Linked DNA regions of Mus musculus: region 2 is linked to region 1. Evidence: chromatin contacts called from public HiChIP or PLAC-seq data. All regions are on one chromosome and are shown on one strand. Each heading gives the region's core, a stretch centred on a gene start, on an enhancer-like site or on the middle of the called end of the contact. The rest is flanking DNA. Distances are from core to core; before and after follow the strand shown.

The links. HiChIP or PLAC-seq counts read pairs in DNA pulled down with a chosen protein or histone mark.
Region 2: a contact with region 1 is called in an H3K27ac HiChIP or PLAC-seq map of regulatory T cells, with 10 times the contacts expected there. The contact joins two enhancer-like sites. A contact is called at or near these places in 2 of 15 datasets of contacts at CTCF or cohesin (CD8 T cells and thymocytes), 15 of 484 Hi-C or Micro-C datasets (CD4 T cells, CD8 T cells, Th1 cells and 11 more), 11 of 115 datasets of contacts at active chromatin or transcription factors (CD8 T cells, Th17 cells, Th2 cells and 8 more) and 1 of 9 other capture datasets (embryonic tail).

What each region holds. Positions count from the first base shown.
Region 1 is chr2:117,300,423-117,306,938 of GRCm38.p6, forward strand. Rasgrp1 (RAS guanyl releasing protein 1) reads right to left here. Exons shown (of 17, transcript NM_011246.3): 3 at 5,356-5,461; 4 at 1,539-1,601; 5 at 21-152. Among named protein-coding and RNA genes, the nearest start is that of Rasgrp1, 39 kb to the right of the region's middle. Within about 2 kb of position 3,734, at least 73 of the 459 cell types and tissues checked have an H3K27ac peak or open chromatin away from gene starts, as enhancers often do. A contact at or near this core is called in CD8 T cells, Th1 cells, Th17 cells and 3 more, where this site is marked.
Region 2 is chr2:117,443,376-117,449,891 of GRCm38.p6, forward strand. All of the region lies in intron 1 of Gm32137 (a long non-coding RNA gene), which reads left to right. Among named protein-coding and RNA genes, the nearest start is that of Gm32137, 6.6 kb to the left of the region's middle. Within about 2 kb of position 3,711, at least 52 of the 459 cell types and tissues checked have an H3K27ac peak or open chromatin away from gene starts, as enhancers often do. A contact at or near this core is called in CD8 T cells, Th1 cells, Th17 cells and 3 more, where this site is marked.

The sequences.
Region 1 (6,516 bases), core at 2,484-4,983:
ACGAGAACCTTGACACTCACATTTGGGTCGTGTCGATGAGGTGGCAGTGGGTCTCCTCACCATTGGCTTTCACCAGGTCTTGGAACTCTTCCATGGTGCTGGTCAAGCTGGCATCCATCTTGAACATGATCCAGAATTCTGTTATCCAATACCTACAAGGAAGGAAGAAGAAAGCCTTGAGCCCTGGGCCTCTCAGTTGGGCAGATTCCCAGAGGAATCTGCGTTTACAAAAAAAGCACTCAGAAGACAGAGTGAGATTTGTCCCATAGCAAAAGATCCGGGGGTAGAGGGCTCCAGGGAGGGAAGAAAACCATCTAGCAGGCTTCCGTGTCTCCACACACAAATTGACTCGAGAAAAGAAGGCATATCATCAGAAAGAACCCAGATATGGCCGTGTATGCAAACAATTATCCAAAAATGGTGTGTATATCTTTAAAGTATGTTTTTATTACATGTTATTATAACTATGAAAAATCATGTTTATCATAACCTGTAAAAACTAGAGAGAAGTCTTTACAACAGAAAGCTAAGCAAAAGCTATTTTTGTTGTTGTTGTTTGAGACATGGTTTCTTTGTGTAGCTCTGGAAGTCCTGGCACTTGCTTTGTAGACCAGGCTGGCCTTGAACTCAGAAATCTGCCTGCTTCCGTCTCCCACATGCTGGGATTAAATGTGTGCCTAAGCAAAGTGATGGAGGGATAGGAGTATGTAAGCAGAAAGCAGTGAAAAGAACATTTATGTTTCAAAATGCTATCATAAACCCCACCAACTTTATGTCACCTTAAAAAATATTAGCAAGAAATACTAAAAAATGAAACGAGGAAAAAAGAACTTCATGAAGGATATATACAAAATAGTAGTTGGTTGTGAGTGCTTATTATATTATTTTCAGAATTTTTAAAATGTTCAATGAGCTATATTACCATAATAACTAAGGATAAAATAAAGAAGAAAACATAGACCCTTGATTATCCTTTTATCCTTCTCTTATGCAAACTCATAAATCTAAGAGGAATAAGAATAAAAAAATCTTAAGCACAGGTACACTGGAGGAAATCCACTGTTTGGCTGACTTTCCAGTATTAAGGTCTTTGTTGTCCAGGGGCAGCCATCAGTGTCCAAAGGCAGCTTGCAATGTTAGAGGCAGCATACAGTATCAGAGGCAGATTACAGTGTCAGAGGCAGACTACAGTGTCAGAGGCAGAATACAGTGTCAGAGACAGCATACAATGTCAGAGGCAAACTACAGTGTCAGAGGCAGCCAATAGTGTCAGAGGCAGAATACAGTGTCAGAGGCAGACTACAGTGTCAGAGGCAGATTACAGTGTCAGAGGCAGAATACTGTGTCAGAGGCAGAATACAATGTCAGAGGCAGAATACAATGTCAAGGCAGCTTAGTGTCAGAGGCAGCCATCAGTGTGAGGAAGCCTACACAAGGCTGGGAGGGAGAGGTAGGGAGGACCAGCAGGAGACACATTGTAGGCAGCAGCTTTTCATCCCATCTCACGCCACACAGTCTCCAGATCACAGACACATTACCTGACAAAATAGCAGATCTTCAGGCAAACTCCTGGAGAATTCTTTTCCAGGGCATCCTTATATGTAGGGTCATGGTTAAGGAAAATGGAAGCTGTATTATAGAAACCATAAAATACTTTGGAAGTATTTATCAAGTTAATCCCTAAAATGTGGGCAAATTGCCTCTTGTATATGCCCAAGTGACTAGGAGACCAACTGAATGAATGAGTTAGAAAGAGATCCCTTTTGTCTTTTAAAATTTTTATAGTAACTGATGTATGCATAACTAGGCAGTGATTTAGAGAACTCTCTATATGTATTCAAATGCATTGAAAATTAACACCAATACCATGAACATCACACACACACACACACACACACACACACACACACACACACACACACGGTAGGCATTAGTTGACTAACCTTGTATACTACCTGGCAAGACAGACAAAGCGATGGAACAATACAAAATCATACAACCAAAGAGCATTGTATCAGTCTTTATAATTATGAATATTTTGAAAGAATAGAAGAACATCCCGGTGTTTAAATGACTTTTGAGGTACAAGGCAAGGATATTTGTTTATTTAAGAATCAGATGAGAACTCTAGTCCAGTGGTGAATGCGGTGTGACCTAACATCTTTCTTCTTGACATACTGAAGAGCAAGCTACCTCCCTGTCTATCCCACAAGGCTATGGCTTCTTTCTCTTTTAACAATGGGGACAGGATAATTGCAACAACCAGCTGAGAGCGCGTAACTGGAATGGAATCGGCCCTCTCTCAGTAGGTGTGAAACTACTAGAAACCTTTGGAAAACTTTGAGTTAAACACAGAAAAGGCGGTGTTCAAGAACCACAGTGTTGTGTTAATGAGGAAGGCCTAAGTGCATTTTGAAATCATGTATACCTCAATGATTTTGAGCATCTTGGACCCACAGGTTTGAAACTTCAGTGTTAGACATTTGACTTAAGTGCAGTAGATAAGTGGTTTTAAGTTTAAATCTTACTTATTTTATGCTCAGTTTTAGAATACCTAAGATAATGTTAACCCATTGGATAAATTGCAGCTCAAGAAAGATAAACCTAAAATGTAAACCTTAAAGGTGAGCAAACTAAACTGGAAAACACAAAGAATTATGGAAAAATGTGTAATTTTAATAAATAGAGGACTAATTTGGAAATTAAATGTGAATATTATTTATCTCTTATTAAATATATCCTTGAAATTAGAGCAAGTGCACACTCAGGTCCTCCCAGGTCCTCATGTGATCTCTCCCCTGAGCACACTTGCACACAGGGTCTTCTCACTCAGAAACCTTTTGTGGGTAGTTTCACACAATGATGTCCTCCACCAATCTGTAGGCCCGAGATAATTTTTAAGTTTCCATTTGTCTATCATAAGCTGTTTTCTGGAAGGTCTGGACTGGTTTGTCCTGCTAACATTTTATGTATTCAGATGTATTTGTTAGCTTGCCCCTTGTGTTTTTGTTTTCCCTAACTCCTCTTAGCATACCAGTTTCTTTTCAACTCTGCATTGGCTCTGTATTTTCAATTGTAGGCAACAATACCATTGCCTAAACAAGAAGCAGCAGTCTTGAGCCTGCTGCCTTTGCCATGGCCCAGCAGCCAAGGGCTCAGGGACTTCCTCTTTCTGAAGGATGCTTGGAAGCTTCCAAGCATGAGGACTACCAAGGGCTGTAGAAAACACAACTCCTATGCACAAAGTACTGGGAAGCAAGGGAGGAGGGTACACTGCAAAACAAACCAGCCACTTTGACTTAACATTGAAATCTTAGCTCTTTCAAAAGAGGTGTGCGCGTGCGCGCATGTGAGGGTATGGTTTAGAAGTCCTTGGGGAAAGGCCTCAGAGGCATGGGCTCTCATGATGTCCAGTGCTTCTGTAAGGTATGAGCAAAGTCCACTGGGCCTGGCAGCTGGGAGGCCACAGCAACAGCAGAGGAAAGTCTGAGTGCTTGGGTAGCAGCCGCAGTCATGCTTAGCAGCTAGTGGGAGTAGAGATTGGAGATTGTGAAGGCAGACTATTTAAGAAGGTTTCACATCAAATTTCTAATCCTAACAGTCGAATAAAGGGGAAACAGGGTTAAGAGTTTATTTTTAGATGAGGGACATTTGAATGTGTCATGGCTGGGGAGCAGGTGCCACTGAAAGTCTGAGCAACAGCACAGAGGGGCGGGGGTAGAGTGTGGAGGATGTGATGGGCGGGCAGTGTAGGGGTTGCTGCAGAAACAGCATCCAGCGGTGCCCCAAAGGAGGCCACTCAAGTGCATGTAGTCCCGAGACCAGCACATTTTGAGGAAGGAGTGCTTAATTGCTGGTGTTGTTCACAGTTGCTGGTGCACAGAGTCATAAAAAAACAGGTTGAATTGGTTTGAAACGCTCCGCAGAGGCGGTGTCTACTCATCACAAGTATCTCTCATTAGGTGGCCCTCCCAACGCTCTACCCTGGTATACGGGTCTCTGAGATGGAAGATACAGCTTTATGGCAGTTCAGAGAAGGGCTGTTGTGTTTCCTTTTTCTATGCCAGATTGTAGTGTTTCTTGTGTTTCCTGGAAAAGGATTTGCACAGTCACATGTCCTGACTCAGCCCCAGAGACCTGGGCCTCAGGCGCTAGCTAACTGGTTTCATGTTTCTGACTGCACTTTTCCTTTGAGGACAATGGCTCACAGTATCACCAGCATTTTGAAGGAGAAAGCAGGCAACATCCATATCCTACTACAGGAGGTCTGACATAGGATTTTCCCTGTCCAATTTCATTATTGCAGGGGAGGCTTGTGATTGGACAGGGAAAAGGGAGGCAGACCGAAGAGTTACAGAGACAGAGAGGTCTCAGGAGGAGGGAGAAGAAGAATGGAGGCTGACATGGTGTTATCAAAAGCTTATAATAATTGGGTTAAAGCGTTATCATTATCAATTTTCTCTGAAATTATTTATTGGCATCTTGTAAAGTGTGATCTTATTGATACATAAATCTAATTAATTAACTATAAGCTTGAGTCTTGATTTTACCAGGTTATTAAACCGTGAGGATGGTGGATCTATTTGGCTACTGGAGTATGGGACTGCTGGTTACAAGGGATTATAGCAGAGAGGGAACTAGTGGCTCGCAGGACAAGTTAGACAGATGCTGAGGGGGCTAGCTCCAGAGAGTTGGCAGCTACGGTGGCAGGAGCATGGGAGCATGATCAAGTCTTGCAGAGAGTTGGCATCTATGGTGGCAGGAGCATGGGAGCATGATCAAGTCTTGCAGAGAGTTGGCGGGTTCAATTTTTAATATTTCCCACAACAGAGGTCCACATCGAGCAAGGTCTAACTAGCCCACAGTTAGTAATACAGTCTAGACCAAGAAGGCAATGTAGTACAGATCATGTAGCTAAACCTTTTCTCAGAGCCCAGGAGGGCTGAAGAACTCACAAGAAGTCCCGCAAGAAATGCACCATTCAGGATTCACAGTTGTCCTGGTAAGCCTGTGCAGCCTGAATATAATTTGCAACTAATGTATAATGAAAGATTAAAAAAATAATAGGCGATATTAATGTTACCTGCATTTGTATATTGACTTTCTTGACCATCTACCACAGAGAGAAATCTGCATAAATAATATTGTCTTACCTAAAGGAAACTACACACACAGGTGCAGACATATATAAACACACAGATTTGTGCACACATACCACACACACACCATTGCTCAAACACACAACCACATCCTTACAGGGAGAGTTAAAGGCACTTAATGCTCACTTTTACTCCAAATTAACTAAAATGAAAGCACACTTGAAGCAGCGGCATACTTTCTGATGCCCAAGGATATAGATTCATGACTTTTTGTAGCAGCTCGGCTGAGGAGATGATGATCCGGTGCATGGTTAGCATGACTTGTAACAGTTGGTTATTCCGACACAGGTTTCCATCCGCATCTGAAAGTGCAAAGAACAGCATGTGAGTCTCTCAGAAAGAGATGGGGGGTAGGGTGGGGGGTGGGACCCTGACCCTCTTTCAAAACTCCAGGGGACAGACAGCTTAGGGCTGTTCAAACACAGCTCTTTCAGCTGCCAGCACCTTCACCTTGTCTTTCCTCCTGGATTTTACCATCCTCCTGTACCCCTTGCCTATCCCTAATTGATTATGAAGCAAGAGGTGATAGTGTCTTATCAAAGGATAAAGTCTACATCCAGATGGAAAGCAGAGGTAGCTGTGGGATTTATGGAACCCACCATTTATGCAATTGGGGGTTGAGAGGGACTTTCTCTAGCATCAGAGTAGGAAGCCACAGGATTAATATGTAGTTAGAATAAATATCTTTCAAAAGTTTTACAAAGGCACATGGCTAGTTGGGTGCATTTCTAGGGCTGTCTCCTGGCCTTGGACACGCAAGTGAGGGTTCTCAAGTCCAAGTTGTCCTATTACTAAGGTCCCTGTGGTGAAATGAAAGTAAACATTACATATGAAGAGTGGTGGTGGACTTTGAGGGGCCATGATGATTTGCAAAAAGCACCACTAGCTGCGTATTTCCACATCCCATTGGGTAGCAAGCTGTGTTCTATACAGTAGCATGGAGGGTAAAGATGCCCTTTGGCGTGCTTTTCAGAACTGCCTTTGTTTCTATGGCATGGAATGTCAGGGGTTGTGCTGCTTATTTCTACCCTGTCTACTCACTGACTTTCACCATGAATCTCATTAGTCAGTAACACTTGCTAGCTGGGCTCCACTTGGCTTTAGTCTTTTGAAACAACCAGCAAGGAATGGGAGGAGAAAGAAGTTCAGGTTGTTTCTTTCTCATTCCTCTCTGCTTTGACCTGTTTTCTACCTCCTGAGTGAGTTGTCCCTCATGGCTAAGATGCTCTCTGGTCTCTCAGTCTTATCTCCTAACTTATTGGACCTAAGGAATGACTGCTGGTGGTTCAGTACTTCTGGTGTAACATCTTTCAATTTCATGCTTATCTCCACAAGTAGATCTATCTATATCTATTTC
Region 2 (6,516 bases), core at 2,461-4,960, 140 kb after region 1:
CATATAAAACAATTGTGCAAATCAAACTTTTACTGGTAACACACAACATAAAGGCATTTTACTTGAAAACAATGTTTTTGTACATGTATATTGTGCATTTATTAATGATAAAAGCAAACTTGTGTACTAATGAGATGTGCTTGTTTGTTTTTTATATAAGTAATTAAATAATGGTGGACTATTTAGTACTGCAGGATGTGACATCTTCAATGTTTTTCAGTTGACTGATACTTTTTTTTTAACTGTCAATGCTGTGAGTGTCACTTTGTGTAATATATAACACTAAATAGCAGAAGTATGCTTAGGGACAATTCATAAAATTTTGAACGGTCTATCCTAGCCCCAAGCTAGAATGCATGCAACAACATTTTATGAAATCCAGAACAACCACTCAAATAGTAAGTTTTAAAATCAAACATTTGAACATGATACAGTCCGAAGAACCACTACCTGGATATAGACACTCTGAGAGATTGAAGCAGGAAAACACTGTCTTGCCATCTGTCATCAAGCCATTTTGTTTCTATAAGAGCAGAGACCTTAGTATAAACAGAACAAACACTGCAGGCAGTGATACAGCGTAGTCTTTGCCATAGTTCTAGAAGCCAGGGAAGGCATGAGGTGACCCATGTTGACTGGAAGTGCATGCCCATCTGCACGGCTTCCTGCATCATCTGCATGGCTTCCTGCATCCGCAATCAACAGTGGCTGAAGGACCTCGAAGGGACAAAGGCCAGGACTTTCTTCAAAATCTGGGTGGTGAGTGCTCTTAATGATAAATATTCTCAAAAGAGCTACCCTCAGCAGCATGTTCCTCAGGGCAGCAAGCCAAATCACAGAACAACCATGGCTGTAGTCTAGAGCCTTCTAAAAATAAAGTTTGGGTGCTAGGAGCCCCATTCCAGGATAGATGTAGCCTAAGAGATTGCTGAGGCTTGGGGGAATAATGATATAGACCTGAAAGGAAGGCCTGAAGATATCTATCTATCTATCTATCTATCTATCTATCTATCTATCTATCAGTGTAAGAAATCGGGCAGAAAATGCAAATTTGGCCAGTGTGTAATGGTCTCAATAGGGAAGTTACACACGCCAGAGCTTTGCAGATCCAGTATTGAGGAAGCTGCTACGGTAGCTATCCATCACATAGTGACTTCTGGACCCAGATATGTCTACAAGTGTATTTTATGTATGTGACATAGGAATAGAGGAAGGTGTGCTTGGAAAAATACTAAGTGTTAACTAGATAATCTCTTACATAAGGAATAGCAGTCATTGCACTGTCACTGCAGACCCTAAAGCCCTGTCCCTCCCTCATCCACCCTCACCAGGCTCAGTCCTCCTTCATGGTATTTGCCTTTATATTATGCGTTGTGTATGTTGCTATGTGACAAAGCTTTGCACTGTATGTTCACTTAAAGTGATTATTTCATTAGGAAGAACTCCTATGCAATTAGGGTCTGGACTCCACTTGGCTCTTTGCCTTAACAGCCCGTTCAGCTGCCTTCAGCTGCACCCTTGAGCGCCGCCTTCAGGTAGGTCCTGGTACTAGCCTGATGTTTAAGGGCCTCAGTATTGCGTGCAAACTAAAGCCTGCAGCCAACTTCCTTAGTGTCCTGCATGAGTTTATGGCACAAGTCCCAGAAAACAGAAGTATGCCTGACTGCTTATTCTCACAGGAGATTTTATTATCTTGTGACGACCTAATACTAATTATTTTCATCATACTTAATTTGGAGACTTTAAAGTGGAAACTTACTAGCCAGAAGACTCAATTCAGTTGAAACAGTGGTTTGAGTCACTAGCCACTGAGGTTACTGCAAAGATGAGCAAAATTACTATATGTTTTTAAAAATTGAATTATAAGACAATGCAGAATTCGAATTCAGGCTCTTATTTTTTCTTTTTTTTTTCATTTTTTAAAGATTTTATTTATTTTATATAAATGAGTACACTGTAGCTGTCTTCAGACACCCCAGAAGAGGGCATTGGATCCCATTACAGATGGTTGTGAGCCACCATGTGGTTGCTGGGACTTGAACTCAGGACCTCTGGAAGAGCAGTCAGTGCTCTTAACCACTGAGCCATCTCCAGCCCCCTCTTATTTTTTAAAATTTCTAACCCAGTTGTTCTTCCCAATTATTCTCTTTCCCTTCTCTTTGTCTCTTTCTTTTTAAACTTGGAAACTCCCTGCTTAGATGATGAGCTGAATTTTCAGGAGAAGAGTCTGAGATATGGAATTGGAAGCCCAAATGAAGCTGGCCACGCCAGCCTTATTGTGACTCCCTAACAGTTTAGTAAAAGGCTGAGGCCAGGATTGGGGACTTCAGTTGTACAAAACCCACCAGAGCCTCACAGTCTGCTTCATCAACACGATCTGTCTGTTTTGGAAAGAACTAGGCTGTGCCTTCCCAGACGCTGCAGACCACTCTCCTTCCATGTGGATGCACTGACGCTACCATGTGTCATGGAGACTGGCGAGTCCCATTGCCAGCCATACGACTTACACTTCCCAGATAACTTTGTAAAGACACCGAGACCTATAGCGATCAAGTGAGTTAGATCTAACTGGACTGGGATGGCTCTACTGGGAGCCAGCATCAAGGGACCACTGGCTTAGCATAGCTGAGATTCCATTACAAAAGCTAGAAGAGGGGTTGCTTCACCTCTCTTAGACGTGTACCCTTTCATACCTTTAAACTCAGGCCCTTAATAAGGAGCCTTGATGGAGATGTGACAGCCAGACAAGTGTATTATCTTGTACTGATAAAATATACTTTTCAAAATTCAGCACAGGGACTGAAGAAAGATGGCCCAGCTATTGAGACTGCCTCTTGATCTTCCAGAGAACATGAGTGAGGTTCCAAGCACTCACTTTTGGTGTTGCACAATCCCCTATAGTTCTGGCTCAGAGAGATCTAAGTATCCTCTTCTGGTCTTTGCAGGTACCTTTGACCCCCCTGACTCTCTCACATACACATAGCCCTTGTTTCTTCCTAGCTGCAAACTGCAACATTTACCTCAAAGCCACTATTAACCTCTTATTTCTGAAGAAGAGTACAAGAAAGATTTAAAATTTACTTCTTAAATGTCACTCTTGCTAACACATTTTAAATTGGTGGAGCAGAAGTGACAACACAGGCAGCCTTGGGGTGGGTGAGGTTGTGACATAAAGAGCAAGAACCCTCTAGCCACGGGGTATTGGCCAGCTCTTTTGGTAGCTGAATGTGCTTCTGAAGTGTAGCTGTTCAGCATGTGGTATATCGATGGACTGCACCTGCCCCCCACCCCCACCTCCGCCCCCGGAGTCAGGAGCTGGCTCACAGATATGTATTCTAGACCAGACGAAGCTCTGTGCCCTTCCATCTCCCTCATACTTGATCTGGAGCAAAGGGTTTGGTTTGTGTTCCTTCCTGTTTGCCAGTGTTAGCTGGCTCATGCCAGAATGGACTGAAGACATCTTTTCTAGCTCATTCTTGCTCTTTTGTGCCACGGTTTTGAAGAACAGGGAACTTAGACAGGTGAGTTGTTCCTGGGTGTGTGGTCAGGGTCCTAGCCAATCAGGGATGCTCAAGATTGCAAGGTACAGCAGGGCCGCTCTGAGGGCTTTCTGTCAGGCACTTGTCCCACCTGGAACTCTGCTGAGGGCTGCAGCCTGCCATCTGAGAGCTAACCACCATGCTGACTCACCATCCTTGTGGTTGAGAGAACATTAGCGAGCAAGAGTCTCCCATGAGCCTTAGCGCTTCAAAATATAGGACAGAGAACCTCCACCGGAAGGGTATTTGGCTAGTGAGAAACCAACCCTTTCCTGTCCTCTTTCTCTCTCTCTTTTACTCTGTATTGTTGTTAAGTGGCCAGGAAGACATGGGCTATTTGCTCTCAAATCCCCAGGGAAAAAGTGAAGTTGAGTCAGGAACCAGGGAAAGTGACAGGTATAACCTCTGTCTATAGGAACTCTCTGGGGTACAGAGGATGCTACCTATCTGTTGCTGCTAGGCTTCCTGCTACAACTAACCCTGTACCTAGCACAGCCTCTGCCAGTCCGTTGGTAAAGCTCCATGCATGATTCTTAGAGAAATGTTGTGACCATTGCCAGAGACCTTCAGAAATCTCAGACCAGGGCTGCAGCTTGGATAATTCAGGGATGCAGGTGGGGGGGGGGGAGGGGAGGGGAGGAGATGAGGGAGGTTTTCTTTCACCTTCTATTCATGTTTTCACCTCGTGCACTAATCGGAATGCCCAGGGCATGGCAGCTCTGACCCACTCAGGCTTCCTCCCCAACCCACTTCCACTGGTAGTGACATCTTACCTCAACACCCAGTTCTTCACCTGGCATATTAAGGCACAAAAATAACAACTTGAACATACAGTGAGGTGGCAGAAAGACTAAGGTATTTATGTCCTAATACCCAGAAGCCGAATATATTGCTTTACAAGGCAAAGAGGACTTTGTATGTGTGATTAAAATTATGGACCCGAGGTTGGGGAAGTTACCCTGGATTCACTGGGGGTCAGCTCAGTTTAGTGCTCAGAAGCAGACAACCTTCCCTAGGCAGAGGCAGAGAAAGGTGAGCATGAAAAATGTTGAAAGAAAACATTTAGAGTTCCAGTTCTCTCTCTCCAATATCAGGATCTCTGTGAAAGGATAGGAACTGTGGGTGGCCCTACTCGGCAGCTATCAAGGGAACAGGAGCCCCGGTTCCCCAGATCCACACAACTACTGACATCCAAATAAGCGAAGGCGCAGCTTCTCCTTTGGGGCCCTCAAGAGGAGCACATTCATGTTGACACTCTATTTTCTTTCTTTCTTTCTTTCTTTCTTTCTTTCTTTCTTTCTTTCTTTCTTTCTTTCTTTCTTTCTTTCTCTATCTCTCTCTCTCTCTCTCTCTCTCTCTCTCTCTCTCTCTCCCCCTCCCTCCCTCCCTCCCTCCCTCTCTCTCTCTGTCTCTCTCCCTTCCTTCCTCCCTCCCTCCTTCTTTCTTTCTTTCTTTCTTTCTTTCTTTCTTTCTTTCTTTCTTTCTTTCTTTCTCTCTTTTTCTTTTTTTTTTGTTTTTTTTTCGAGACAGGGTTTCTCTGTGTAGCCCTGGCTGTCCTGCAGCTCATTTTGTAGACCAGGCTGGCCTTGAACTCAGAAATCCACCTGCCTCTGCCTCCTGAGTGACACTATTTTCATCCTGCCGGACTACAGAACTGAATGATAATAAAGTTGCAGTTTCAGATTGAAAACTGAGTCAGTTCGGTACACCACCAACTAATACTAAAACAGCAACAGAATGGAATATATTTTATACCTGGATACCCCCAGCCTCCCCGCCCCCCACCTCTATACCCCTAGTTTCCTTGGTGGCTGTGAGCAGCACTGTCACACTATGTTTGACTGAGTACTGCTGACCAAATGGTCATCTCTTTTCCCGAGCCATATGTTTTTTTGCATCATTGGGTTAGCTTCTTCACTGGTGTTCGCTTCTGGCATCTTCATTTCTCCAGTATCCCAGTATCCCAGTATCCCAGTATCCCAGTATCCCAGTATCCCAGTATCCCAGTATCCCAGTATCCCAGTATCCCAGTATCCCAGTATCCCAGTATCCCAGTATCCCAGTACACAGGAACCTCAGAAGTTTCCCCTGATGTGAGGTCCACACCTCTCACCACTTGCTAATCACCCACTCTGTGACAGGATCCTGATGGAGTTTACTTTATTTACTTCTTAAAACAGCTTCATGGTTTAACATTAGCCTCACTGTACAAACAAGAAACCCAAGGCTCAGAGGTAGTGTGCGTTTCAATCTAAGGACACAAGGCAAAGAATTAGGGTAGAATCCAAGAGAAAATACCTTCTCTCGGGATATATTCTCTTGAGGCGGGCAAGTTGTCCCAAGGTCCAGCTAGTGTGTCTGCTGACACCAGATCTATACAACTGATGGATTTGCAGGGCACTGGCTCAGCCCATCTGACTATGCCCTGTCCTTTGGCTGCTTTGCTTTTCTTCTGGCCCAGTGTGCCAACGAGGGCACTGTCATTTGGATGCCAGAGAAACTGTAGCATTCCGGAGGTCCTGCTACCCTCTCCTCTTCTCAGATCCTATGTATTTGCTTCATCCTAACAGACGCATAGAAGATGCCGCCTGAAGGTTTGCAGGGATGAGTGGTGAGGGTGTCCTGGGAGAAGCTGTGCTGTCTGCTTTGTCCTTTATAATTTGCCTCTGGCTCCCCCTTTTTATAACCCAGGCTCTTGGTAGTGTGTGGTGGAAATAAGAAAGTCAGTTCATTCGTGTGTGCTGTCATTTCTGCTGATTGGGAATTCTAAACCCTGTGATGTTGCCGCTGTCCAGGGGCTTGGAGTAGGCCCTGGGGTCTTAGCAGTTTTTGTAGGGTTAGTAGTAGCAACAACAATAAAAAATGAAGTAATTTTTTTGTATATGAAAATTGAAACAGTCCTTCATGTGGCTGAGAGGGTGTTGTCTTGTAAGAATATAGACACCAGCAGGGCAGTGTTTACCAGGTTCTGGTCTCC